7 separate regions of the Mus musculus genome follow, and regions 1, 2, 3, 4, 5 and 7 are each linked to region 6. A link is a contact called in public HiChIP or PLAC-seq, capture Hi-C and promoter capture Hi-C data. All regions are on one chromosome and are shown on one strand. Each heading gives the region's core, a stretch centred on a gene start, on an enhancer-like site or on the middle of the called end of the contact. The rest is flanking DNA. Distances are from core to core; before and after follow the strand shown. Region 1 holds the start of Plcl2 (phospholipase C-like 2). Region 2 has its middle 16 kb from the start of Gm31015. Region 3 has its middle 39 kb from the start of Plcl2. Region 4 holds the start of AY702103 (cDNA sequence AY702103). Region 5 holds the start of Kat2b (K(lysine) acetyltransferase 2B). Region 6 holds the start of Satb1 (special AT-rich sequence binding protein 1). Region 7 holds the start of Rab5a (RAB5A, member RAS oncogene family).

The links. Promoter capture Hi-C pulls out the DNA fragments that hold promoters and counts their contacts. HiChIP or PLAC-seq counts read pairs in DNA pulled down with a chosen protein or histone mark. Capture Hi-C pulls out chosen DNA fragments and counts their contacts.
Region 1: a capture Hi-C map of embryonic stem cells shows a contact between it and region 6, with 4 times the contacts expected there. The contact joins the promoter of Plcl2 here to the promoter of Satb1 in region 6. A contact is called at or near these places in 4 of 39 promoter capture datasets (the 3T3-L1 cell line, hippocampal neurons, liver and 1 more), 3 of 484 Hi-C or Micro-C datasets (all in embryonic stem cells), 3 of 115 datasets of contacts at active chromatin or transcription factors (embryonic forebrain, embryonic hindbrain and embryonic stem cells) and 2 of 9 other capture datasets (embryonic stem cells and liver).
Region 2: a contact with region 6 is called in a promoter capture Hi-C map of liver, with 4 times the contacts expected there. The contact joins the enhancer-like site here to the promoter of Satb1 in region 6. A contact is called at or near these places in 6 of 39 promoter capture datasets (the 3T3-L1 cell line, 3T3-L1-derived adipocytes, the C10 cell line and 3 more) and 3 of 115 datasets of contacts at active chromatin or transcription factors (embryonic forebrain, embryonic midbrain and embryonic stem cells).
Region 3: an H3K27ac HiChIP or PLAC-seq map of microglia shows a contact between it and region 6, with 6 times the contacts expected there. The contact joins the enhancer-like site here to the promoter of Satb1 in region 6. A contact is called at or near these places in 3 of 39 promoter capture datasets (the C10 cell line, hippocampal neurons and pre-B cells), 3 of 115 datasets of contacts at active chromatin or transcription factors (microglia, pro-B cells and stem cell-derived neural progenitor cells) and 3 of 9 other capture datasets (adipose tissue, embryonic stem cells and liver).
Region 4: a contact with region 6 is called in an H3K4me3 HiChIP or PLAC-seq map of embryonic forebrain, with 8 times the contacts expected there. The contact joins the promoter of AY702103 here to the promoter of Satb1 in region 6. A contact is called at or near these places in 5 of 39 promoter capture datasets (the 3T3-L1 cell line, hippocampal neurons, liver and 1 more) and 3 of 115 datasets of contacts at active chromatin or transcription factors (embryonic forebrain, pro-B cells and stem cell-derived neural progenitor cells).
Region 5: a promoter capture Hi-C map of pre-B cells shows a contact between it and region 6, with 4 times the contacts expected there. The contact joins the promoter of Kat2b here to the promoter of Satb1 in region 6. A contact is called at or near these places in 2 of 39 promoter capture datasets (hippocampal neurons and pre-B cells) and 1 of 115 datasets of contacts at active chromatin or transcription factors (stem cell-derived neural progenitor cells).
Region 7: a promoter capture Hi-C map of pre-B cells shows a contact between it and region 6, with 2.5 times the contacts expected there. The contact joins the promoter of Rab5a here to the promoter of Satb1 in region 6. A contact is called at or near these places in 4 of 39 promoter capture datasets (the C10 cell line, cranial neural crest, hippocampal neurons and 1 more) and 2 of 115 datasets of contacts at active chromatin or transcription factors (astrocytes and embryonic stem cells).

What each region holds. Positions count from the first base shown.
Region 1 is chr17:50,507,846-50,510,857 of GRCm38.p6, forward strand. It overlaps Plcl2 (phospholipase C-like 2), which reads left to right and starts at 1,702. Exons shown (of 6, transcript NM_013880.3): 1 at 1,702-2,092. The coding sequence starts at 1,763.
Region 2 is chr17:50,437,972-50,441,344 of GRCm38.p6, forward strand. No RefSeq gene overlaps it. Among named protein-coding and RNA genes, the nearest start is that of Gm31015, 16 kb to the left of the region's middle. Within about 2 kb of position 1,655, at least 30 of the 459 cell types and tissues checked have an H3K27ac peak or open chromatin away from gene starts, as enhancers often do. A contact at or near this core is called in liver, where this site is marked.
Region 3 is chr17:50,469,058-50,472,208 of GRCm38.p6, forward strand. No RefSeq gene overlaps it. Among named protein-coding and RNA genes, the nearest start is that of Plcl2, 39 kb to the right of the region's middle. Within about 2 kb of position 1,599, at least 294 of the 459 cell types and tissues checked have an H3K27ac peak or open chromatin away from gene starts, as enhancers often do. A contact at or near this core is called in adipose tissue, hippocampal neurons, liver and 4 more, where this site is marked.
Region 4 is chr17:50,237,569-50,241,044 of GRCm38.p6, forward strand. AY702103 (cDNA sequence AY702103) reads left to right here and starts at 1,640. Exons shown (of 2, transcript NR_131975.1): 1 at 1,640-3,476.
Region 5 is chr17:53,565,253-53,568,422 of GRCm38.p6, forward strand. It overlaps Kat2b (K(lysine) acetyltransferase 2B), which reads left to right and starts at 1,719. Exons shown (of 18, transcript NM_020005.4): 1 at 1,719-2,326. The coding sequence starts at 2,078.
Region 6 is chr17:51,831,318-51,834,693 of GRCm38.p6, forward strand. Satb1 (special AT-rich sequence binding protein 1) reads right to left here and starts at 1,330. Exons shown (of 11, transcript NM_009122.2): 1 at 1,153-1,330.
Region 7 is chr17:53,477,300-53,480,523 of GRCm38.p6, forward strand. Rab5a (RAB5A, member RAS oncogene family) reads left to right here and starts at 1,935. Exons shown (of 6, transcript NM_025887.4): 1 at 1,935-2,309.

The DNA.
Region 1 (3,012 bases), core at 452-2,951, 1.3 Mb before region 6:
ATCCATAAGAAAACATTTGTTAGTGGGTAGGCCCTATTTGACTTGCCCAGATGTTTACAAAAGCGTGCCAAGGGGATCAGAAGAATTAAAACACCCCAAGAATAACGAAAGGATTTTGATGTCGCATTTGAGGAAAGGGTGGACATGTTTATGAATGTAAAGCTCGTTTCCTTAGAGGCTCCTTGGCAATTTGCTACCATATTATGGTAACGAGGGCAAGGTCTCTAAGTTCTGTCCCAGGGGACTCTCAGGTACTCCTGGCCCAGGGAAAGTGCCTTTCCAGAAGATGAAATACAGTGAGAGAAAAACTGGGAAGCCAGAACCAGGCATGAAACTGGACCTCAGGGTGGCTGGGTTGGGGAGGTGGGTGGAGCCTCTGGTACCACACAGTGCACTCGTCCTGCTCTTCTGCCAATGGCTCTGCCAGGCTACACAGTGGCCCTGCGTTCTTCCTTGGCTCCAGGAATGGAGGTTTAAGGAAAGTATTTGCATATGAGAGCGACATGTTAATCATTGATTTTTGATCCTGTCCCAAACGATGGTCCTGATTTGGATGGTACCCACTAGGGGTTGAACAAGCAAGTCTCTCTAGTGTCAGGTTTAGGAAAGACACAGACTACAATGATAAACCTCCGTGGGACAACCCAGAGGCACCAAATAAACTCTGCGGAGGTCTTCTGTCTCTCAACGCCTGCCAGCCATGCCATCCCTACCCCAGATCCTGGCAACCTGTCGTGCTCATTGAGTTTAGCAGCCCAAGGACACGCAAGAGGATTGGTTTCTGTATGGGAAATGGGTTTGCTCCACTGAGGAAGCCCAGGGGGAGCAGGGTGGGAAGGGAGCGGGTTCCGAATGAAGGGCTGGAGCTGGACGCGAGGTGCAGCGGCCAAGACCACAGCCCCAGGACCCTCAGCTCGCCCGCGGCCTGCGGGTTCGCTGTCCCCCTCGGGATGCCTTCAGGTGACTGACAGCTGGCTGTGGCGTGCGCCTCGCTGAGCCGGCCTAGGAGAGCGACCACAACCGCAACGCCCGTGCCCGGAGCCCGGACGGGTCCCCTCGGCCTGTAGGGGGCAGCGCGAAGCCCGGGAGGCGATGGCCGCGGGTAAGTGGCGGTGGGCCCGGGGGCCATCAGAAGCCGCCCTGGGCCTCGGCTGAGCCCTGAAGGTGTGGGGGGGGGGGGGGAGACTGACGGGCCTGGGCGGAGCCGGGAACCCCGGAGCCCCGCGCGCCGCGCCTCCGCGTGTCGCCAGCGCCGCGGAGTGGGCGCACGTGTCCCTCGCGCCCCGCCGCCGCGAGCTCGTCGGTGAGCGCGGGGCCGGAGGGGACGCGGCGCTCGTCGGTGAGCGCGGGGCCGGAGGGGACGCGGCGCGCGGCGGTGGGCGCTGGCGCGCGCGCGTTATTTTTGGCGCCCGCAGCGGCGCGTGTGCCGGGGCGTGTTTTCCTTCCCCAGGTGCCGGCAGCGGGGGCGCCGCCGCCCAAGCTGACTCCTCTCTCCTCTCTCTCTCCCCGACCCCGGCAGGACCCCAGAGGTAATTCCGCCTGCACGACGTCCTTCGCGCCGGAGGCGAGCTCGCTGCACGCGCCACATCCCAACCAAAAAGAGAAAGAAAAAAAAAAAAAAGAAAAAAAAAGAAAAGAAAAAGCGGAAGAAGCGGCCGAGGCGGCGGCGGCGGCGAGGAGGAGGGGCCGCGCGCAGCGGCCCGAGGCGGCGGCGGCGGGGACGCGGGGACGCGGCTTTGTGCAGGCGGGTCGTGGGGCGCCCATGGCGGAGTGTGGCCGGGGCGCCGCAGGAGGGGCCCTGCCCACCTCCCCGAGCCCGGCCCTAGGCGCCAAGGGCGCCCTGAAAGCCGGAGCCGGGGAAGGCGGAGGTGGTGGCGGGGGAGGTCGCCTCGGCCACGGGCGGGCGCGCTATGACAGCGGCGGGGTTTCCAACGGAGACTGCAGCCTCGGCGTGTCCGGGGACGAAGCCCGGACCAGCCCTGGCAGGGGACCTCTAGGCGTGGCGCTCGCGCGGACCCCTAGCCCAGCTGCCGGTCCGGTCCCCAGGGACAGCAAACCGGGCGGCCTGCCCCGCCGGAGCAGCATCATCAAGGTAAGTAGGAGACCCGCGCGCGTCCTTGGGCTCGCTTTCCCCGCCCCGGAGAAGCTGTGGCGGAAGGAGGCGATGCAAAATGAGCCCACTGCGAAGGGGAAGCCAGGGTGTAGGGGTGTTTGGAGTGCTGGAGCAGGGATTGGAAAGCTGATGGCATTGGGAAAGAATGGAGAGGTGATCTGAGTGTGCAGGAGTGCTGTGCTCTGACATCCCCAGAGCAACTTGGGGCTGTCACCTCTCTCCAGATTGACTTGGAATTAAATGGCCTTGTACCTGCCTGGGTAGGACAGGCTTTTCAGAGGCAGCTTAGCATGGTGGCACACTCCCTGTAAGGTTTCTATTGTATTTTAAAGGACAGGGATCATGTGAAAATATTTTCTCAAAACCCCAGGCAATGAACATATATTATTTAATAGATTTCTTCTAATCTACTGGGTAATTGGTTGCCCCTTGCAAGTGATTGTATTTGGGGAATGTAAATACCTCTCCTTCAGTTACTCGGAGAAAGGGAACATAAACACAGATTTCCTCTTTTTTAGCCTCAAAAGCTCTGAGAGAATACAGTTCCGCACAATTTAATTCTTTCCTAGCTGCTATAAGCAGGCCTCTCCAAATTAGCAAGTTTCTTTGGAATGGTTTTTGCTTGTTTTTGTTTTTGTTTGTTTTGTTTTTCATGGTGCTATTTAGAAAGCCACCAGTTGTTTTGTGAATTTTAAATTTCAAGAGGTGACATTAAGAGTTTATGGTGGCTTCCTTCAAACATTGCAGTGTAGTTGCAACATAAAAATATTTCTTGTGACTCGAAGTGAAAAGAGAAAGTTGATAAGCTACGAAAAGTAGAACCTTGAGCCAGATCAGCCCATTTGGCTTGTTCAAATATGGAGCAAATATGGAATGTTGCTTTTTGAGACATGAAGGAG
Region 2 (3,373 bases), core at 405-2,904, 1.4 Mb before region 6:
AATACGACGTGGAGCCTTGGAGAATTCAGCTTGCTCTCAGAATATGACATAGAGATAACTGTATTTTTTTCCTAAAGCTGATAGAAACTGAGGCCTATGCTTAATGGCATTTAATAAGGATAATGTCCGTCTTTTGTTTACATTTTTTAAAACAAAAACAAAGGCAGGGTATGAATGATTGTGTAGCTTACCTTTGATAGCCAGCCCCTGTCCCTCTAGCCTGTTACAGAGGTAAACACGCAAACAAAAAGTGAAGAAATACAAGCCATTATTACAGAGTTGGACAAAATGTAAAAGAGTTCTGAAATGTGATGAATCGGTAGCTTTCATTATGGTATTCCTTAGAGCATTTACATGTTCACAGGAAGTTCTGTTGGGCTGCCCTAGAGAATGGCTTTCTGGAGCCCTCCCATTCTGTAGGCTCAGGTGATTATGAGTCAGGACAGGTTATATTAGTAGTGTCCAACAAAGTTTGACTCTTTGCTTACATAAAATGTTCAGTATAGGAGGCAGACTGAGACGGGACTCTCCAGTTAGAAAAGAACCAACAACCCTGAGAGAGGACCAGAAAACTGTGGCTCTTGTACCCACAGCTAACGCACTAGACCATAAATTATGTCATTTCCACCCATGGCTTATTGGCCAAAACAAGTCATAAAGTTCCAGTAAAAGAACTAAAACATTTCTGGAAACAGAACATCCAAGAGGCTGCTGACACGATAACTTATGTACTTCCTCAAGCATTCATGCAACAGATACTTGAATATATTGCAAGGCATAGCAGCAAACCCTGGGCCTACGAGGATGACCAAGTAGCCAAGGTTCATTGCAAGGCATAGCAGCAAACCCTGGGCCTACGAGGATGACCAAGTAGCCAAGGTTCATTGCAAGGCATAGCAGCAAACCCTGGGCATACGAGGATGACCAAGTAGCCAATGTTCTTAGGGAGCTTTCTGACCATTTGCCAGGACGTTGGAAGAGCAATTAAAGCAAAGGCCGACCGACAAGTTCTCTGATAAGGAGAGAACAAGATGCTCCTCTGTATCAGCCGTGTTTGTGCTCAGTAGAGAGAGCTAGGGCTGTGAGCGTTTGTCCTCATGATGGGGACTGGGACAAGCACTGTGAGGGAGGGTCTGGGACAGGCACAGAGTAGGGAGAGGGTATGGGACAAGCAGGAGGAAGGGTCTGGGACAGGCAATGAGTAGGGAGAGGGTGTGGGACAAACATTCAGTGGGGTGGGTGTGGGACAGGCACTGAGTAGGGGGGTCTGGAACAAGCACTAGGCTGGGGGCTCTCTTCATGCCTCTTGTTCTCCTCACTGCATATATGCTCTATTTCTTAAGACAGCCATAGCAAAATCTGTAGGTAGTTGCCAGGAAGCGGGCATCCTGACTGTGGAGTTATTTGTAGGTCATCGGGGAGTGTATCCATCTTTGTGGACTCACTGGTTCATGCTCCCAGAATTCAGCATAAAACTTGGCACTAGTGTTTCTGATCCAGAGAGCAAGTTGACAGCAGGCTGGAAGCCAGCAGACCTCTGGATTCTATCCTAAAGAGATCACACCAGGGCAGCCAAGAGTCCAGAGCCACCTCCACAGGCCTCTGTGGCACTGAGAGTGGACGCTGCAGGGATCCAGACAGGAAGGTATCACTCAGCTTCCCACTGCTTGCTTCCAGGCCCTCTGTGGGAGCTGCCACTAACCTCTTACCCTCTGACCGGCTCATGCTCAGAGCAGGACATGTGACTGAGTGTCACAGATCAGTTGCTGCCATCTGGCACAAATGTATTAAATTCCCATTCCAGGGATGTGATTATTTTCTTCTCACTAAAATTCATTCGAAATGATACGCTGTGTGGCAGGCCAAGGTTAGGAGCATGCATTGGGAGACAGGCTTCTGTATGTGGACTGTGGAGCTAGGCTTTCTGGGGTTGTTTCCCAGTGCTGCAATTTCCACTCAGGCATCTGGGCCAGTGGCTTGGCCAGCTTTCTCATTGGTGAAGGGGTGATGGTTGTTGTGCCTGATACCACCTCCGAAGTCAGCAGGGTCCCTGCTGTGCTATCATCTGTCATCATTGCCACTTCTGCACCCCTGATGAGGTGTTCAGAGCACACTTCTTTGTGCTAGCTCAAGGGAGAACACAGTCATTCATGCAGATGTATGGCATGACGCTTAAGGCAGGAGTTCAGTGGAATGCCAGACCCTACTTCAGATGTCAGCCTGGTCTTTCCTAAATGTATGGCTTTAGGTGACTTATGAAGCTCCAGGCTTCATCTGCAAGGAGTGAATAGTGGTCCAGGGGTTCGAGTGGAGATTCGGAATGCAAGACACACACACACACACACACACACACACACACACACACACACACACACACACACGGAATTAGAGTGTTTGATATCATTTAGTAGCAACGGCAAATTGGAACTGAGGGCCCAGGAGCCCATGAATCTGGCAGAGTGGCTGTGTTTTGACGGGGCTGGAAAAGTAGGAGCAGAATATTCTGAGGAACTATCTACCATAGAGGATTTCTTTTAGGAGATGCTATGGAACCTACACCCTGAAAAGGGGGCTCACCAATTTACCTCTCTGTCTTGCTTTCTTAATTTAAATAAATAAATAAATAAATAAATAAATAAGGCGCTAACAACCTGCCTCAAAGGGTTCTTGTGTGCAACCTAGCACTGCTAGTATAACTGTTGTTCTTAATTCTCCTGCAATGGCAGAGGTATTTTTTTAAACAACTTTACTGAGTCACAGTTGATGTACAAAGAACTTATATTTCTTATATACAATTTGAGACTGAACATAGGCAGTTATTTATGAAACTATCATTGTGCTCAAAATCGAGATAATAAGTGCATCTAATCCGATTTCTCTCACAGTATTCTTGTGTCTCTGAGTGGTGTTTTGTTGTAGTTGTGTGTTGGGAGTTTGACTCTGGAACCTTATGCACAAACGGAGACCAGCATCCAACTAATAAGCTACAGTCTAGTAGTTTATTTTCTTCATGTGGTAAGAGCACTTCATAGGAGACCTAGCCTACCTGTGATGGTTCGTATATGCTTGGTCCAGGGAGTGGCACTATTAGGAGGTGTGGCCTTGTTGGAGTAGGTGTGGCCTTGTTGGAGTAGGTGTGTCATCGTGGGTGTGGGCTTTAAGACCCTGTCCTAGCTATCTGGAAGCCAGTCTTGTCCTAGTTGCCTTTAGAACAAGAGGTGGATCTCTCAGTTCCTCTAACCCCACATCTGCCTGGACACTTCCATGTTCCTTCCTTGATGATAATCGACTGAACCTCTGAACCTGTAAGCCAACCCCAATTAAATGTTGTCCTTTATAAGAGTTGCCTTGGTCATGATGTCTGTTCATAGCA
Region 3 (3,151 bases), core at 349-2,848, 1.4 Mb before region 6:
GTTTCTGTTCTGTTTGCTCTGGTACATACTCAGTATTGTTGGTGGGAATTAAGTTTCATGCAGACATTTTAGCACACATGGAAATGAGAAGAGGTGTTCCTTGTTTTCTTTTCCTCCTCAGGCTAGGCTAGAAGGATGTCTTTTCCGAAGTGATAAACATGCTGTGTCCAGACCCAGAGAAAAGGAACTCTGAACTCATAGAACACATTTCTAAAAGTGTGCCCATGTGACAATCGGGACAGCGGGGAGGTCTTTTCAGCATGCTCAGTTCCTACTGTTGGACTCAAATAGCACTCTGAGGAGAAACCCAGGACAGGCTGCCTTTCCTTTCTTCCTGTGAACCACTATTTCTGCCATGCATGAAGAAGTGATGCCGGGGTTCTGGGTGGTCTTTTATGATCCACATTGACAGTTAGCTCTCATTTTTAAAAGGTCATTCAAAAAAGCAACGATTAAAACTTGACATTTCTTTTTTTTATATACAGTATTTTCATAGATTTTAGGGTTTATTTTGTTAAGTAGAATTCCCATTCTGATCTTCATAAAGCAATCATGGAATCGTGGTATTTTTTAAAATAAGCCTCTCCAGATTCTTTTTACTTTTTAGCATAATGCTCCAGAAAAGAGAAAGTCTTTACCAAAAAAAAAAAAAAAAAAAAAATGTTGTGTTTGCTATCCTATAGTCTACAGTTGTAGCTCAGTTATCAAAATGAATGCTCTTTCAGAGTGGTTGTACTTATTTATTTATTTATTTATTTACTTACTTACTTACTTAGTCTGCTTCAACGTCAACATGAAAATTAAAATTCAGGGTCAGTTATTGCTGGGGAGTGTTCTCCACGATGTAATTTGGTTGCTAGGCAACCTGTGGGCGGATATTAGCGAGAGGAAGAGAGCGCTCCTCAGCCTGCCTTCAATAGCAGTATTGCCTTTCATTTCAAACGTGCTAAATAATAGGGCCCTGCAATTTGCCTCCCTTGCCCCGTGCTGCTTACTTTTCCTCTTGAATGGAAAATTAATCTGGTTTAGTGCGGGTAACATTTGCAACTGTACTTCCTCTCCCAGGCACCGAAGGGGATGGGGGTGGTTCATTCATTTTAGTTGTGGGAAAGGCAAACTGCTGCATTTTCGTGGTTTTTTTTTTTTTTCCTCTTTACTTCTCCATTTTTTCCATTGTGGTTGTTGAGAAAACTGATCATGCACAACCTTTTATATAGGATGAAGAAAGAGGAGATGGGAAGCCAGGACCTTATTTATAGGATGCAGCTTAGAGTCTGGTGAGGTCATGAAGTTCCCTCAAGTCTGAAAAGACTCAAGTCTGAAAAGATAGGACGGAATGGTTAGTAAGCCGTGCTTAGGGAACTGGCATGAAGATCAAAGCCACACTTTTACCTCAGCTGCGGCTCCAGCATCCTCTGCTGCACCTCTTCTCAACCTAACACCTCGCACAGAGTTGGTCTTCAACAACCGACCACACAGAAGCCAACATTCTGAGGTGCCGGGCCTGGAAACAGAAAGTTCTCTCAGAACAGCTGCTTGCTGTAATAGTGTGTTCAGAGCCTCACGTCATTTCCTGTCTCAGCAGCTGAAAAAAAAAAAAATCGTAAAAACCAAGGTTGGCAAGCTGTTCTGGCTGCACGCGAACCAGAGTCTGGTTCACCACCGAAGCCCTCCTGTGCTCTTTCTGCACTGAGGAAACCGGCTTTGATCTGCTCTGAGGTCACAACCGCTAGCGAGCTATGTCAGCGCTTCACTTCATTTAGAAGAGATTTAACAGGAGGCCCATGGCTTTGCAAATCTGTTCACCGTGGTCTTGGTCTAAGCATATGAAGATAGTAACTTGAGATTCTTGTTGAGAAATCCCTCTTCTGGCCTACTTTTTTTTTTCTCTCTCTAGGCAGTCTAAATGCTTTCCCTTTAGGGCTGGCATGGATCCAGCCTATTGACTGGCCTCCTGCTGCTGGTAAACTTCCGGCTCTTCCAGTCTTTTCCCTGTGTTCTTCCATACCACATTGCTCGCATAATCTTCTCCAAATTGTCAAGGTTTTCAAAACCTTTTTAAAACCAGATCATTTCCACTTAGTCTTGTTTCCTAGAATCCTCCAGGAGAAGGAGGAGGAGGAGGAGGAGGAGGAGGAGGAGGAGGAGGAGGAGGAGGAGGAGGAGGAGGAGGAGGAGGAGGAGGAGGAGGAGGAGGAGGAAGAGTTATAGTTAGGTTGGACATACCAGGGAAAGAGGACTGGCATGCAGGAGGGACTTAGAGATCTCAGAGCACAAAAGGCACCTTTAGATAACTAAGAGGTGACAGGCAGCTGAGTACAGGAACCGGAAGTAGGTTCAGGAAGAGGTCCAGAGCCGGAAGGCCAGGGGTGCATGCGGAAGTGCAGGCTCTGAGCTGGCCAAGACATAAGACAGGAACCAGGCTTTCTCTTGTCACTCTCCTTTGTGTGACCCTCCCCACTCTTTTCCTTTTAAGTGTCTCAGATGTTCTTTTTCCTTCCCTGAAGCTACCAGTCTCCTATTTTTCAAGTGTTTTGTAAATACCAGGTCTTGACCTATGAACAGGTGGTGGGATCAATGTTGTGAATACTTACCAGCATTTCCAAAGCATCGAACAACAGTGGAATAACACAGGGCTGAAAACATAACTAAGATGCATTGCACTTGCCTAGTATGTTGATCCCCAACACCAAAAAAACAAAACAGTGTCAAACACAGAAGGGACAGAATGATTTAAAACAGAATATGCAGAATCATATACGACAAAATAGAAAAAACTTGAGTTCGAGTTTGGAAAAGCCATTAGGGTAAGCTTTGATCTCACTTATATGAGTGCATACAGGTGTGTGTGTGTGTGTGTGTGTGTGTGTGTGTGTGTGTGTGTTTGAAATGTGGATTGCTGTGGGAAGCAGGCAGAGGACCAGAAGGGAGTCTCAGCAGTCAGGAGCACTAGCTGCTCTTGCAGAAGAGCTGGGTTCCGTGTTGAGCACCCACATGGCAGCTTGAAACTACCTGTGACTTCAGTTCCAGGGGATCTGACACCCATTTCTGCTCTCCAGGAACATTAAGCACACAGGTGGCACAAATACAGATGTGTAGGCAAAACACCCAGGCACACAGAAAAGAACAAAGTACATGCATTTTTAAATGT
Region 4 (3,476 bases), core at 390-2,889, 1.6 Mb before region 6:
ATGAGTGAGATACCAGCCTCAAGTTGTAGGATGCTAACCTGGTGCTGAAGGGTCACCCACTCTCAAAGGCAGACTCCTCCGCTAAATGGAATTTCTAATGCTTTACTTTTAAACATCCGCTGTGTGTGTGTGTGTGTGTGTGTGTGTGTGTGTGTGTAGGACAACTCGTGGATGTTAGAAGACGCCTTGTTAGAGTTGGTTCTCCCCTTCCCCCACTTGGGTCCCAGAGATCAGGTCACTTGACTTGAGGCAAGCATGGTCACCCTGTGAACCATCGTGACTGTCATGTATTTTTTTATTTGATTTTTTTTTAAAGGTAGGATCTTAGTAACCCAGGCTGACTTTGAAATCCTTGTATAGCTGAAACTGACCTTGAACTTCTGACCCTTCTGCCTCCAGGACTGGGACCACATAGGTGTGCTCCACCACACTCTTCTGTACAAGGTGCTGGGGTGGAACCCAGAGCTTCCGGTGTGTATTGTGCAAGCAGCCTGCCAGCTGAGACACACGCCTTCCTTGTGTGTTGCTGAGAGGGAGGAGGAAGAGAGAATCTGAAAGGGGGTTGGGTGTCAAGAATTACTGATGTAGCAGTAAGAAGCGCTAAAATGCTTCCTCTACTTTATCCCACCATTTGGGACACTCCTGGGCCGGCAAGCGTGCTTCTGGATGCTTTGGAAAGCCACAGCAGGGAAGGTGGGGTCTCCTTAAAGCTGGAGAGATGATGTGGAACTGTGGGGACCGTGGTGGAACAGACAACACATCTTCTTTCAGGGTGTCGTCCTTCAGCTGCCAATTGCCAGCAAATGTGGTCTCATCGTCCTGTTTGCCAAAGCCAAGGGTGTGTATAAGACCCAGGAGCGAGAGGGTGTGGCCTTTGGAGATCTCTGCCGTGGGCTGTCAGTTTGGGAGAGCAGCATGGTATCCCAGTCACCAAGTAGTAGAGGTACTGGGGACTGGAGGAAGCAAAGCAGCAGGAGCCCTGTGACTGGGCACTCAACATGGAAGCCAGGGAGATGGCAAGCTCTCAAATTAGCAAGGGACATCTGAGAGATTTAGACTTCCTGCAAAGGGTAGTCCAATTCTAGAACGATTCTCCAGGATCTAGAAGATGTAGGTCTGTGCACAGCTCACTGTGACTCAGCTACCAATGTCAGTGGTAGGACTGTACCACTAGTGTGTTTGTTCAAGACGGTGCCTCCAAGGTCCTGCTGGCTGCAGATATCCCTGCCTCCAGGTCCTCAGAATCTAGCTTCAAGACTGTGTCCTCTACCAGCAAATCATCTTTCCAGGACAGGTGTTCTTTCTTGTCAAGAGAAGGGAATGTTGTCAAGATTACCCAGAGCTCTGAGAGCAGCTGGAACAACACTTTAAAAAGGGGTTCATGACAACACCTGGGTTAGATATGCAGGCCACTCAAGTGCCAGGAATGGCTTTCCTGCCCTGGACTCCCTTTGCAAACTCTATATATTTTGTAAACTCTGTACACTTTATAAAGTTTGTAAACCTCAACTCAGAAAATGGTCCTGGCTGAGACTGAGGCTCTCCAGCAGCCAGGCCCCTCCCCCAGAACCCCACTAACTGTCATAACTGTCAGAAGGGTCATCTCCAGCATGTCAACAGGCCCCACCCACGTTATGCTAATTCTAGGTGAAAAGCCTGAATAAAAGCCACCAATTCCTGAATAGGAAAATCCACCAAACCCTGAACTTCCCACAGAAACTCACCTATCCCTGGACATCAAAACCCACCAATCCCTGAACAGGTAAACTCACCAATCCCTGAGCTCCCTCAGGCTCAGAAATTGAGATGCCAGCCATCCTCACTCTGGAAATCTTACTCTAGAAAGGTCCATGCCCTAAGAACACCTATACAAGCACTGGACTTTGTCCAATTAGCAAGTGCTCTCTGCACTCTCCTGAAACCATAGGCACTAATATTCCAGGATGCATTCTTCCATACTGTGGACACACCAATGAATGCCTTTCATGAGCTCTGCTGTCATGTTCTTCTCTCATTGGAAGAAGACAAGAAGCAATGAAGACAAGAAAGGAAGAGAAGGAGTAGGCTTGAGGCTCCTGAGCTCAGCTGGGGACATCCTTCCCTGGAGCTGGGAAGCCTCCAATGAGGAAGGAGACTTCCTCTCAAAGATGTGTGGTTCCTGGGCCCCCGTGTCTCCAGAAACCCTTCCCTTGGGACACTGTCACACCTCAGAGCTGGATGGTTCCTGAGTTCCAAGGCCCTGAACACCTTCTCATCCAAGCACAAAGGCCAACAACCAGGGCCACTGGCCCTACAAGATCCAGATATCATCTGGTAAAGTCTGAGAACCAACTCCCAGAGATGGGTCATGCAGAAGTTAATCCTGAAGCTCCATCTTCCTCAACACTGGCAGATAAAAGCCACCCAGGAGCCTCCACAGGAGCGCCTGTCTCATCAATGGGTCCAGCCATATTCCAGATTTGGAAGGACCTTTGCAAGGATCTGACAAACATTGCAGGAAGATCTCTGAGAGATCTGTACAGGATCCCAGAGGGTTCCCTGGGCAAAGATCTAGAGGCTGTCTCCGAGACACGGGTGGACAGTTGCTATGTCAGACAGCCAAGAAGTGACTCACCAAGTCCCCAGCTAGTCTCCCCAGGAAAACAGCAGCTAGAGGGTATACTGAAAACCACTCAAGCAGCAAGTGGAGCCATTACAATGCCATTAAGGTGCCTGTGGGCACTTGTCAAGGAATTGCTGTGGACCACACAGTGGTCCTGCCTGAAAACTCAGAGACAAGTTCTGAAAACCCAGAGACAAATATGGAAGCTCAGAAGCAGTGATCCTTGAATGATGGGGCCACCTGCAAGAATATTTCCCAATGGGCCTTCATTCCTACAAGAAGATGCCTTTTGGGTGAGGCAAAAAGATGGAGCTTGCTTCTCAGAGACCTCAAAATCCTACATCTTTCCAACACAAACAGGTCTGTAGCTTTGCCATTTCCCACAGCCTCTGACTCCCTCTCCGACCTGCTGGGATTCTAGAGATGATTTCCTGGGAGAGCTTTTTCAGAAAAGTTCAGAAGAGGAAGTGAGGACAAAAATGGCTTCTAGTATATGCAGACTGCTCCCTCTACCCGCCAGCTCAAATTCCTGAGAGGGAGTCCATCTAATGACAACAATTGGCCATCTGAGGCACCCAAAGTGTTTAGAAGGACAATGTGACTTCCCTATGCACCACACACTGCATTGTGGGCAGAGACTGGCCCAGTGATAAGGCTCTTGGATCTTGGACAGGCAACCCAGAGCCAGGTTCAAACCTAGTCAAGGATAGGTATGAGCCCCAGGAGAGTAAGGGTGTGGCCTTTGGAGATCTCTACCACGGGCTGTCAGTTTGGGAGATCAGTGTGGCACCCCAGTTACCAAGTACTAGAGGTATGGGGACTGGAGGAGGCAGAGGAGGAGCAGGAGCCCTGTGACTAGGCACTCAACATGGAA
Region 5 (3,170 bases), core at 469-2,968, 1.7 Mb after region 6:
CACTCTAAAAATGAGCCAGTTTTTCTCTTCCTTCTGTTTACCTTTGGGCAGCTGCCAGAATTTACAGTTCACTATAATACAATGGGCCTCAATCTTCCTTCTGAATCCACTTAAAAATTCTTAGATAAAGGACACTAAGAACATATAAGAGAACCTGGATTTCCCCAGTAAGTAATGTTTTAATGACATTATTGTAGAAACTTGAAGAACAAACAACCAGAGGACAGTGATGTAAAACCTGAGCTTTTTCGGGAGGCAGAGGCAGGAGGATTTCTGAGTTCGAGGCCAGCCTGGTCTACAAAGTGAGTTGCAGGACAGCCAGGGCTACACAGAGAAACCCTGTCTTGAGCCCTCCCACCCCCAACAAAACAAAACAAAAAACCCCTGAGCTTTTTTTTTTTTTTTTTTTTTTTTTTTTCCCCAGACAGGATTTCTCTGTGTAGCCCTGGCTGTCCTGCAACTCACTTTGTAGACCAGGCTGACCTCGAACTCAGAAATCCACTTGCCTCTGCCTCCCAAATGCCAGGATTAAAGACATGCTGAGTTCTTTTTTTTTTTTTTTCCTTGTTTCTTTATATACAAGGTTTCACTGTGTAGCCCTAGCTGACCTGGAACTCCTAACAGTAGACCAGAATTCCTCAAACTCACAGAGCCTGGCCAGTCTCTGCTTCTGCAGTTCTGGGGTCAAAGGTGAAGACCACCGCTCCTGGCCTGTTTTTTAATTAATTTAATTAATTTTTGAGGCAAGAGTCTTACTCTATTGAGCTTCCACACTAGGCTAAGGTCAAGCCTAGGTAAGGACTTCAGTTAGATGTAGCCTAGTAAGGCTGCAGTTTCACAGCAGGTGTCACTCCTTTGAGAAGAGACTTCTTTCTCTCTTGGCATTGCATTACTCTGCGTTAAAAGGACACAGAATCTGGCGAAACACATCTTGAGACATAAAATGCAACTTTAAGCATGACTGGTAAGAGTATTTGCAAGGGAAAGCCCATCCCATATGGCTGGAGTTCAGCAGGAGCTACCAAGCTTGCTAGACAACCAATCACAAATTCATTACGACCATTGTCCCACATTGTGACTATGCTTGCTCCGCAGAATTAGGGCACTTGCCAACGGTGCTGACCGGCAATGCAGGGCTATTCAAATCGCTTTAGGAAGGTTGACCCATGTGAAAAAATGAAACAATCTCTTCCTACCATCAGAGCCAGGGACAATAGTTTTGATTTTGAAGTTTAAGTCAAAATCGGAATCACTTTCCTGGACGCTGTCTTTCTGGTTAACTTGAAAACAATAGACACACTAGCAGCTGAAAGTAGCCAACCTCGAGTGAACCCCGTAGGCGGACTAATTTCAAACTTTTTCCATGCGTTTAGTTTTCATTTCGCCGACATGTAATGTTCTCAAACGAACAAGTATTATGTGATACACACACACACACACACACACACACACACACACACACCACACACACACACCATTGAGTCATCTCCCTCCCTCTCTGGTCATATTCGGTTCAGAAACTACCAGGAGAAGACGATGGGGAAGAATTGTTTAAAAAAAAAAAGTTTAACTCAAAGTCAAAAAAAAAAAAAAAAAAAAAAGGAACCCTTCACGCCATGATTTTGGTGAATTAGCAACAAAGAGGAGGATTGGCCGCTGACGGGTACTTCTGGAAAACATTTTTTTTTCCTCTGGCTCCCGCTAGGGTGGAGGAAGTTGGGTCTCGGCGCGGGAGGGTGTCAGGCCCAGGGACGCCAGCAGCGCAGGGCGGCAGGTGCCTGGGCTGCAGCGGCCCGGTCTCGCGGGTCGCCGGTCACCTACGGGCCCTGGCGCTCCCGGCGGGCGGCTACGCTCGCAGCAGCATGCCGGAGGCCCAGGGGAGCAGAGCGCGGCCAAGGCGCTCGGGCCCGCTAGCGTCCTAGCCGCCTGGGGAGGCGCGGGGGCCTGCGATCGCTGGCGGCCGAGTGCGGCGGGGGCGGGGAGGGCGCAGGGCGGCGGCCGGGGGGGGGGGAGGGTCTCGGCTCCGCCACCAGCGCCCGCGGGGACCCTGGCAGCTGCGGGTGACAGTCGGGGCGGCATGGCCGAGGCTGGCGGGGCCGGGTCCCCAGCACTGCCTCCCGCGCCCCCGCACGGTTCCCCCCGGACCCTGGCCACCGCTGCCGGGAGCTCTGCTTCCTGCGGGCCAGCGACCGCGGTGGCCGCGGCGGGCACGGCCGAGGGACCGGGAGGAGGCGGCTCGGCCCGGATCGCCGTGAAGAAGGCGCAGTTGCGCTCTGCTCCGCGGGCGAAGAAGCTGGAGAAACTCGGCGTGTACTCCGCCTGCAAGGTACCCGCTGGGATGAGCACAATCGCGGGGTCACGGGCGGGCTCGGACCCCCCCTCCCCTCCCCCACCCACTCCCAGCTTCCCGCCGGCACCGCGGAAGTGCTGCGTTCTGTGCGCGCGCTCTGCCGCTGCGGCTTGCACAGCATCTCACTGGGACAGGGGTAGGGGGTCTTCTAGATCTGCCGGTGTCCCTCTTCTGGGAAGGATGAGTCTTGGCTTCGGAGCGCTCGGCACTGGGGCTTTTTCTGCTCTGTAGGAGCTCGCGGGAGTCCTTTCACAGGGAGTGTAACTGTGCTTGGTGTGGCAGATCTGTCGGGGTTGGGAAGCAGCTTTTTTGGGGTTGGGGGCATCTTAGCGTGTGTCTCCCCGCGCTCGCCCTCCCCACTGAGCCCCGCTAGGAGGAGCTGGGTTGTGGAGCACCCAGAAGTGTCCTGGAATCCTGGCGCTCTACGGGAGCGAAGGGGCGGAGCGCGGGGTGGGAGGTGGGCACTGCCCCAAGCCCCTGTCCTTTGGCGCCTGGCGGCCTCGGCCGTGCGGCGACAACCCTGTCATTATTGTTATTATTTATTTAGCGAAAGCGGGATCCTGGCCGCTTAGGGTGTAAACAGGGTCTGGCAGGGTGACAGCCCAGGCGGCGAGCGCGTCTGCTCAGTTTGAAGACAGCTTTCTTGCCATTCTCCCTCTTTGGGGACTTTAGGCACCCAGGGCATCCAGCTGTAGAGCACTTGTAGGGGGCTCAGCATCTCCAGGCTGCAGGGGAGAGCGACTCTGCACTGTAGACTGCGGCTTTGTTTTGACTGGGTGACAGCAGAAGTGGGCGGGGACTTGGCCTTGTCAGCCCGGGC
Region 6 (3,376 bases), core at 80-2,579:
ATCCTACATGCCTCAGAGAAAGTTCTCCCAGAAAGGGTGCAGAGGTCAAAGTTGTCAACCGGACATTTTAAGAGATGAGCCTGTGGTTGACATCTTGTTAAGTAAAACCTGGCCCTGGTGGAGGCCAGGGTCAAAACCTCTACCCTGAGCTCTAAGCTGCTGTCCTCTTGGTCTTCTGGGATCATCCCAGAAGGGACCTGTTTAGCGCCTTTTGCTGGGCCAAGCACACGCACGTGTCACCATCTGGACCTGCCGCTTGCCCCCTCAGTCCCTTGCATTCGAGCTGCCCAACCCCAGTTCGGCCACCCTGGGAGCTCTGCAATGGAGGAACACTGTAGAAGGCCGCCGCTCTCGGGTGTGTACTGTCGCAGGGAAATGAGGAGTTGCCCCCTGGGCTGCACCTGTGGGGCCACAGTCCCAGCTAAGACACCATGTACCTCCCTCGGCTTCCCGCCCAAGCCCAAACCCGAATCACCCTCCAGGACCGACCCGCGATCGCCGGCGTGGGCTGCACGAGCGCTGTTCTTCGGCTCTCAAACTCTGGGCTCCAACTTGAGCGCCCAGCGCCCGAGTGGCTCTCGGGATAGAGAAGTTGCCACAAACTTCCCAGGCCCCTCTCCACCTCCGCTCGCCACCAGCAAAGTAGGGCTGGCCGGGAAAGAACAGGGGGAGATGAGATGGGAGAGGATGCTAAGTGAACTCCAGATCTGGCGCGCGACCTTTCCAACTCCACCCCGCACCTCGCCTCCTTCCCCGCACCGGGGCTCACTGAGCGGCTCCCTTTTCCCCACTCGCCCGCCGAGGGCTTCCCCCCACGCCGCCTTCGTCCTCTAAAGCGGGCCATGCCCACGACCTGGACTAAAGTGTCTAACGAGGGACTCCTGCCGGGCAGGTGTGCGGGAGAGGCAAAGACGCCAAGTAAGTCCGCATCCCGGCCATGACCCTCACTTCACCAGCCCAGTCCTCCCGAATGTCTGAGCGCGCTCGAGAGAAGGGCCAGCAAGACCCCGGCACGCGAGGGGCGCAGAGTCGCCCCAGCCGGGGCCACTGAGAAGTTTGGATCGGTTCCGCATCCGCAGAAAACGGAGGCGAGCCGGGCAAGAGACCCAGAGCGGGAGCAGCACTGGCAGGGAGCAAAGAAGCGGGACTCACTCAGGCGTGGAACCGGGACAGCGCGGGCCAGCGGTGCGGGCCGAGGCCGGGTCGGCTCCCCGCGCGGGCGCGCCGGGCGGCGGACTTCCCGGGCGGCGGCTGCAGCTGCTGCCACCTCCCCGCCGCCGAGCTGGCGGCCGCCGCGGAAGTTAATGGCAACTTGACTTCAAGTTGTCTCCTCTCCCCATCCGAAGTGGGCGTTTAAAGGGGGCAGAGCGCGGCGAGCAGCGAGCGGGGAGCGCGCGGGGCCGAGGGGGAAGGGAAGGGGCGGGGGCGGGGCGGGGCGCGGGAGGGGGCGCGGGAGCCGCTCGGAGCCCGCAGTGTAGAGCGCGGCGCGGGCGATCGGGGCGCCCCCACGAGAGCCCCCCGACGCTGGCCGGGGGCCGTGCGTGCCTGGGGCGCCGCGCTCTCGCCTCTCGCCCGCGTGGGGGGCTTGCGGACCCCACAGCGGGAGCGACCGGGCCCGGCCTGCCTCCCCCGCGCCCGCGGCCGCTTCTCCCCCTGGCGGCAGGATCCTGGGCGGCCGGTGGCTCCGAGAGCGCGCAGTGGAGCCCGAGCTGAGCCGAGCCCGAGCCACCGCAGCCGCCACATCCCTGAGCGCCGCCCGGGTGCAGGGTCGCTGCGGGAGAGCGACCCCGCGGCCGCCAGGGTAAGTGTGGGCGAGCCCCGGAGCCCCACCGCCCCGGCCCTCACCTGCACCGCCCCCGCCGCGCACCCTCGCCGCCCGCCGCTTCCTCTTGTCGTTGTTTGCCTGGGCTTTGGGGGTGCAGAGCGCGGGGCATTGGTGTGTGTGTGTGCCAGCGGAGGAGGAAGTCAGGTGAGAGGCCTGAGCACAACCCCCGCGCCCCGCAAGCCAGCTTGTGTGGGGTGTGTCGCTCCCCAGTAGGGGCATGCGGGCCAAGTTTTCCCCTCTCTTCAATGTTTGATGGAGAAGATCTTTCCTAGAGGGGACCTCCTTCCCTTCAAACTGATGGGCTCTTCTTGCTATCCTCTTCTCTTGGGCACCCCTATTGAGGAACACATAGTGGATGGAGGAGGAGGGGGCCTCTTGCAGACCCCCTTCTCAACCCCAGCTATTTGCATCAGTATCATTTTCCTGTCGGCAGCTGTAGGTCGACGCACCCAACCAGAAGGAGATGCTTAAGCCACTGTCCAAGTCTCTTCTCCCACCCTGACCCACCCAAAAGCAGGGGCAAAGAGGTCAAGAAATGCGGATTTCGTAGGAGGGGAGGCTGGGCCCAGGGACCTTTTCAACTGGTGAAGCTCCAAAGAACTCTGAAAGGTCAAAGTAGCTGAAGGCTTGGACCCCCAAGCTAGGGAGAAATTGGACTCTATCAACTTTAACCCACTCCCCTGCTACTCCTTCCCCACACAACCCCCAGCTCTAAGGAAGCTATCAACTAACAGGTCTTTTGTTTCCTGTTGTGTCGCCTTTGGGAAATTTGCATTGAACGTGACGATAGAAAATTACTACTGTTTACTCGAAGTTAAGGGGGTTGCAGAACGAAAACAGTTTTTACTTTTCTCTTTGTGTGTTTGGCAAGGAGTGGAGCTGTTAGGTTCGTGGCAGGAATTGCAGAAGCTCAGTTGTAAAAATAAGGACTGTAGAACTGCCTGGGTCTGTTTTTAGCAGCTGCACTTTCTTGCGTTCTTTCACATAAGGCTTGCTCTCTCATTAAGTCCCCATAAATAATTGTATGTGGAGCGAAGGCAGTCAGGGTGGCAGGATTGAGATTGCTGGGAGTTCCATCCCTCCAGCGCAGAGCTGTTTGCAGGCAAGTTCCTGGAAAGTGACTGTGGGCTGAGAATTCAGTTTTTCCTAAAAGCTCTGTCAGGTCCTCTTCTGTCGGTTGCCTATGAATCAAGCCTGACACGGTGGGTGACTAGCGATTTGAGCCTTGGTAGCAAACACGTCGACGGTGCAGTGGGAGTTTTTGTTTGTGTTTTGTTTTTTGGTTTGGTTTGGTTTTTTTTTGTTTTTGTTTTTGTTTTTTTGGTGAGGTCATTCTAAATGAAGCAAAATGACATAGTTCAGGCAGCTTTCTGAGAGCCCCCTCGTCCATCCTTGATTTCCCTAGAATTCTCCAATTTTTTCAACTTTTTTTTTATAATTCAAAATACCATGCCAAAGGCATAAGGACATAAACAAATATGAACTAATTTTCATTTGGGGAACTACCTCCTCCCCCTTCTGCTCCTCCTCCCCTTCTTCTTCCTCCTCGCC
Region 7 (3,224 bases), core at 685-3,184, 1.6 Mb after region 6:
GATTAGATTGTACAGAGGCTAGAAACTTCCAGGACCAGTCCTAGATTAGCCGACTGTGGCAGTATGCAGAGACAGCAATTACTTCAGGTAAATAAAGGATACTACTACCTAAGAGGGCAGGACATCCTCTTCTGAGAGCCATATGGTATAGAGACATATATTCAAGAAAACATTCATAAACATAAAATCAAATTTAAAAATGATTTTAAAGAAAGAGTACTTGAAGTTAAGGAGGAAAAGTCATGGTGGAATATGAGAGTATTTGGGGGAAAGGAAATTGGAAGGGTGGATTTGATCAAAGCATTCATGTCCGTGTGGTTTGTGTATAAAGGAAGTTTGTAGTGCCAGATGTATAAACTGAGGCCACGACTACTCAAAGGCATGCTTGTTTGAAGGGAAGGAAGGGTTTTGTTGTAGGTATGAGGGAAAGTACAGCCAGAGGCATCTGGAAAAATCCAGAGCTGGGAGAGAAAAGTGTAGACTGGACATGGCCATGGGGTGGGATGGGGTAGTGAGACAGGAAGACAAAGGAGCAAAGGAGGCCACAGGAGAGGGGAGCGGGAAGGAGAGAGGGAGAGGGAGAGGGAGGGAGAGAGAGAGAGAGAGAGAGAGAGAGAGAGAGAGAGAGAGAGAGAGTCAAATAGTAGGGTTACATGGGAATGAGAAACTAGAAGAGGGAAGCTCATGACTTGGAGAAGTTTAGGGTAGGAAGTGGGGTGAGAAGAGCCACAGGTACTGAGTAAATCAGAAGGCTAGCCTTGTGTTTTGGTATGCTAATAGGCACCACAGAACCTTTCTGACAGAGACAAGGAATGACTCTTTTGATAGAAACCAGTGCCAGAATTTAGGGGAGTGGAGTATTTGGACCTATGCGGATCAAGGGAACGTCTTAAATAGGTGTGCTGTGGGCAGCCATAAACATCTTGGGCTGCTGTTCATTGGAATCTTAAGAACTAGTGTTATGGAGCCGGCTGCAGGCTAGACTATATCTAACCTGTGATCGTGGCCAAATTATTTGCCTCCCTCATTCATTCCACAAACATGCCAGGACTCTGTGTGCTTATCAACTGTGCTTATCAATGGGTGTGTGTGTGTGTGTGAGAGAGAGAGAGAGAGAGAGAGAGAGAGAGAGAGAGATCACTCCAAAATGTTTACTACTTAGTTCAATGGGGAATTCCAAATAAACGCTAATTATTAGGATTTCCTCCTTTTCACTCAAAAAACAAACAAAACAAAACAAAAAACCACACACACAGGTAAACTCTCAATAAAAGCAAGTTATTCTTTTGAGGTTTGCTGTCTAAAGGCAGCTTTTGAATTTAAGGGTCTTAATTCTCTCCGAGATCACAGACACGCCCATTCTCGGAAAAGCAGGGCATTTCCAGAGCCACAGGAGCCCTCGCTCGCCTAAACCCCTTTACTGAGCTGCTGAAGTGGTGTGAGAGGCCTGTGAGTGAACCATCAGACCGAAAATCGCCGCAATGGGAAGACAACCCAGGCTGACAATGGCAGTGGGGACCCTGTCAGCTCCGATGAGACCCATAAAACGCAGGTCTGGCCCACGCCTCTCGGGTTCCCAACCCGCCGGCTTAGAGCGCCGCCACCCAGATAACAATGGTGGTACTGAGGGTGGAGCCCCGGGGAGGAGGAAGGCAGAGCAAGGAAGTGAGTAGGTCTGGCCCCAGGGAATTGGAGAAGACACGTGACGCAACCCCACGCCCCCCTCTTCATTCCTGACGCTCCTGCCTCGCCTTGCAGCCGGAGCCCAAAGATGTCGGTTCAGATCAAGGAGGCGTTAGAGAGGGCCGAACTATTCTCCCTTAGCGCACCCGGGGATGTCACGTGACTTCGGCCCCGCCCCCTTAGGAAGCCGCTGCCGGCCTCCTGGGAGGGGCAGCGGCGGAAATGACGTCACGGCGTTCTTCGCTGCGTGCGGCTACGTGGCGGAGCCGGCGGAAGCAGTTCCTGCGCTGGAGCCCGAGTGTTTGTGTTTTGGTTCGTGAGGAGCCGGGGCGGTCTGAGGGGAGGAGACCGAGGGAGGAGGAGGAGGAGAACGACGACGACGAGGAAGAAGTCCTCGGAACTCGAGCGCGGCGACTCTGGAGGAGGAGGAGAAAGGAAGGCGGAACGGAGAGGCGGAGACGCAGCCCGGCAGGGGCGGCGGCACGGCGGGCGGCGCTCAGAGTCCCGCGCCGGCCAGGGTGAGAAGAAGGAGCGAGCAGGCGACGCCGCCGCTGCAGCCGCGGCGCATCCGATCTCCGGGCCGGGCCGGGCCGTGCGTGGCCTCGCTGCCGGGAGACGCGGCCCAGGTAAGCCGCCGTCGGGGCGGGTCCCTGTGGTCCCGGGCCGGGCTTGGGGCCTCCAAGCCGCCGCGGGCCCTCAGCGCTTAGTGACTCATTCTTCTAGCAGCTTCGGGGCCTGGGACGTGGGGAATCCTCTGAGGGAGCGGCGGGTGGCACCCTCTTCCCTTCACAAGATGGCGCCGTGGGAAGAGCCTGGGGCCCTGGCGGTCTCCAGCCCGGTCTTTGGGGCTCTGTCCCGGCTACTGAGCCGGATCGCATCCGGGGTGACGGGGGTGGCTCAGGAGCGCGCCCACCAGGCCCAGCGGAGCTCCTGGCCCCGGCACCCCGGTTTGATTTCTCGGCTTCTTCCAGACAGGAACCCAGGCCTCCAGCAGGTGGGGATTGGGGAGCTCCGCCTACCTCTGACCGGCTTGGCCGGGCTGTGCGAGTAGTGGGATCCTCTGGTCCCTTCCGTGGGAGGTGGGAAGCCCGGGCCAAGGTGCGAGCAGGTTAACATCCTAACGCCTCCAGAAGTTTAAAGCTTTGACTGTCACTCTTGGCATATTAGTTTTTGCCTCGCCGAAATGGATTTAAAGTTCTGAATCAGTTGCCTTGCACGTAACTAATTAAAAAAAAAAAAACTGTTACATCTTCCAGAATATTGAGGTCTGCCCAGAATCGTTCTTAATGTAAAATTTGAACCCGTGGGGTTGTGAACAAAGTAGGCAGCACAACAGTGCCTGGCACAATTTAAGGGCTCAGTGCAATTTTTTTAATCAAAGACTTCCTAACTGTATAAAAAAACTATTTTAAAGATTGGAGATGCATATTATGCAAAAGTTTTCTTTGACGGAATAAAAGTACAAGTTATAAGTGCAGAACCTCTGTGCACTGAGCAGTAGCTTCACTGAACACCCCCAGCCCTCGCACTTAACATTAATA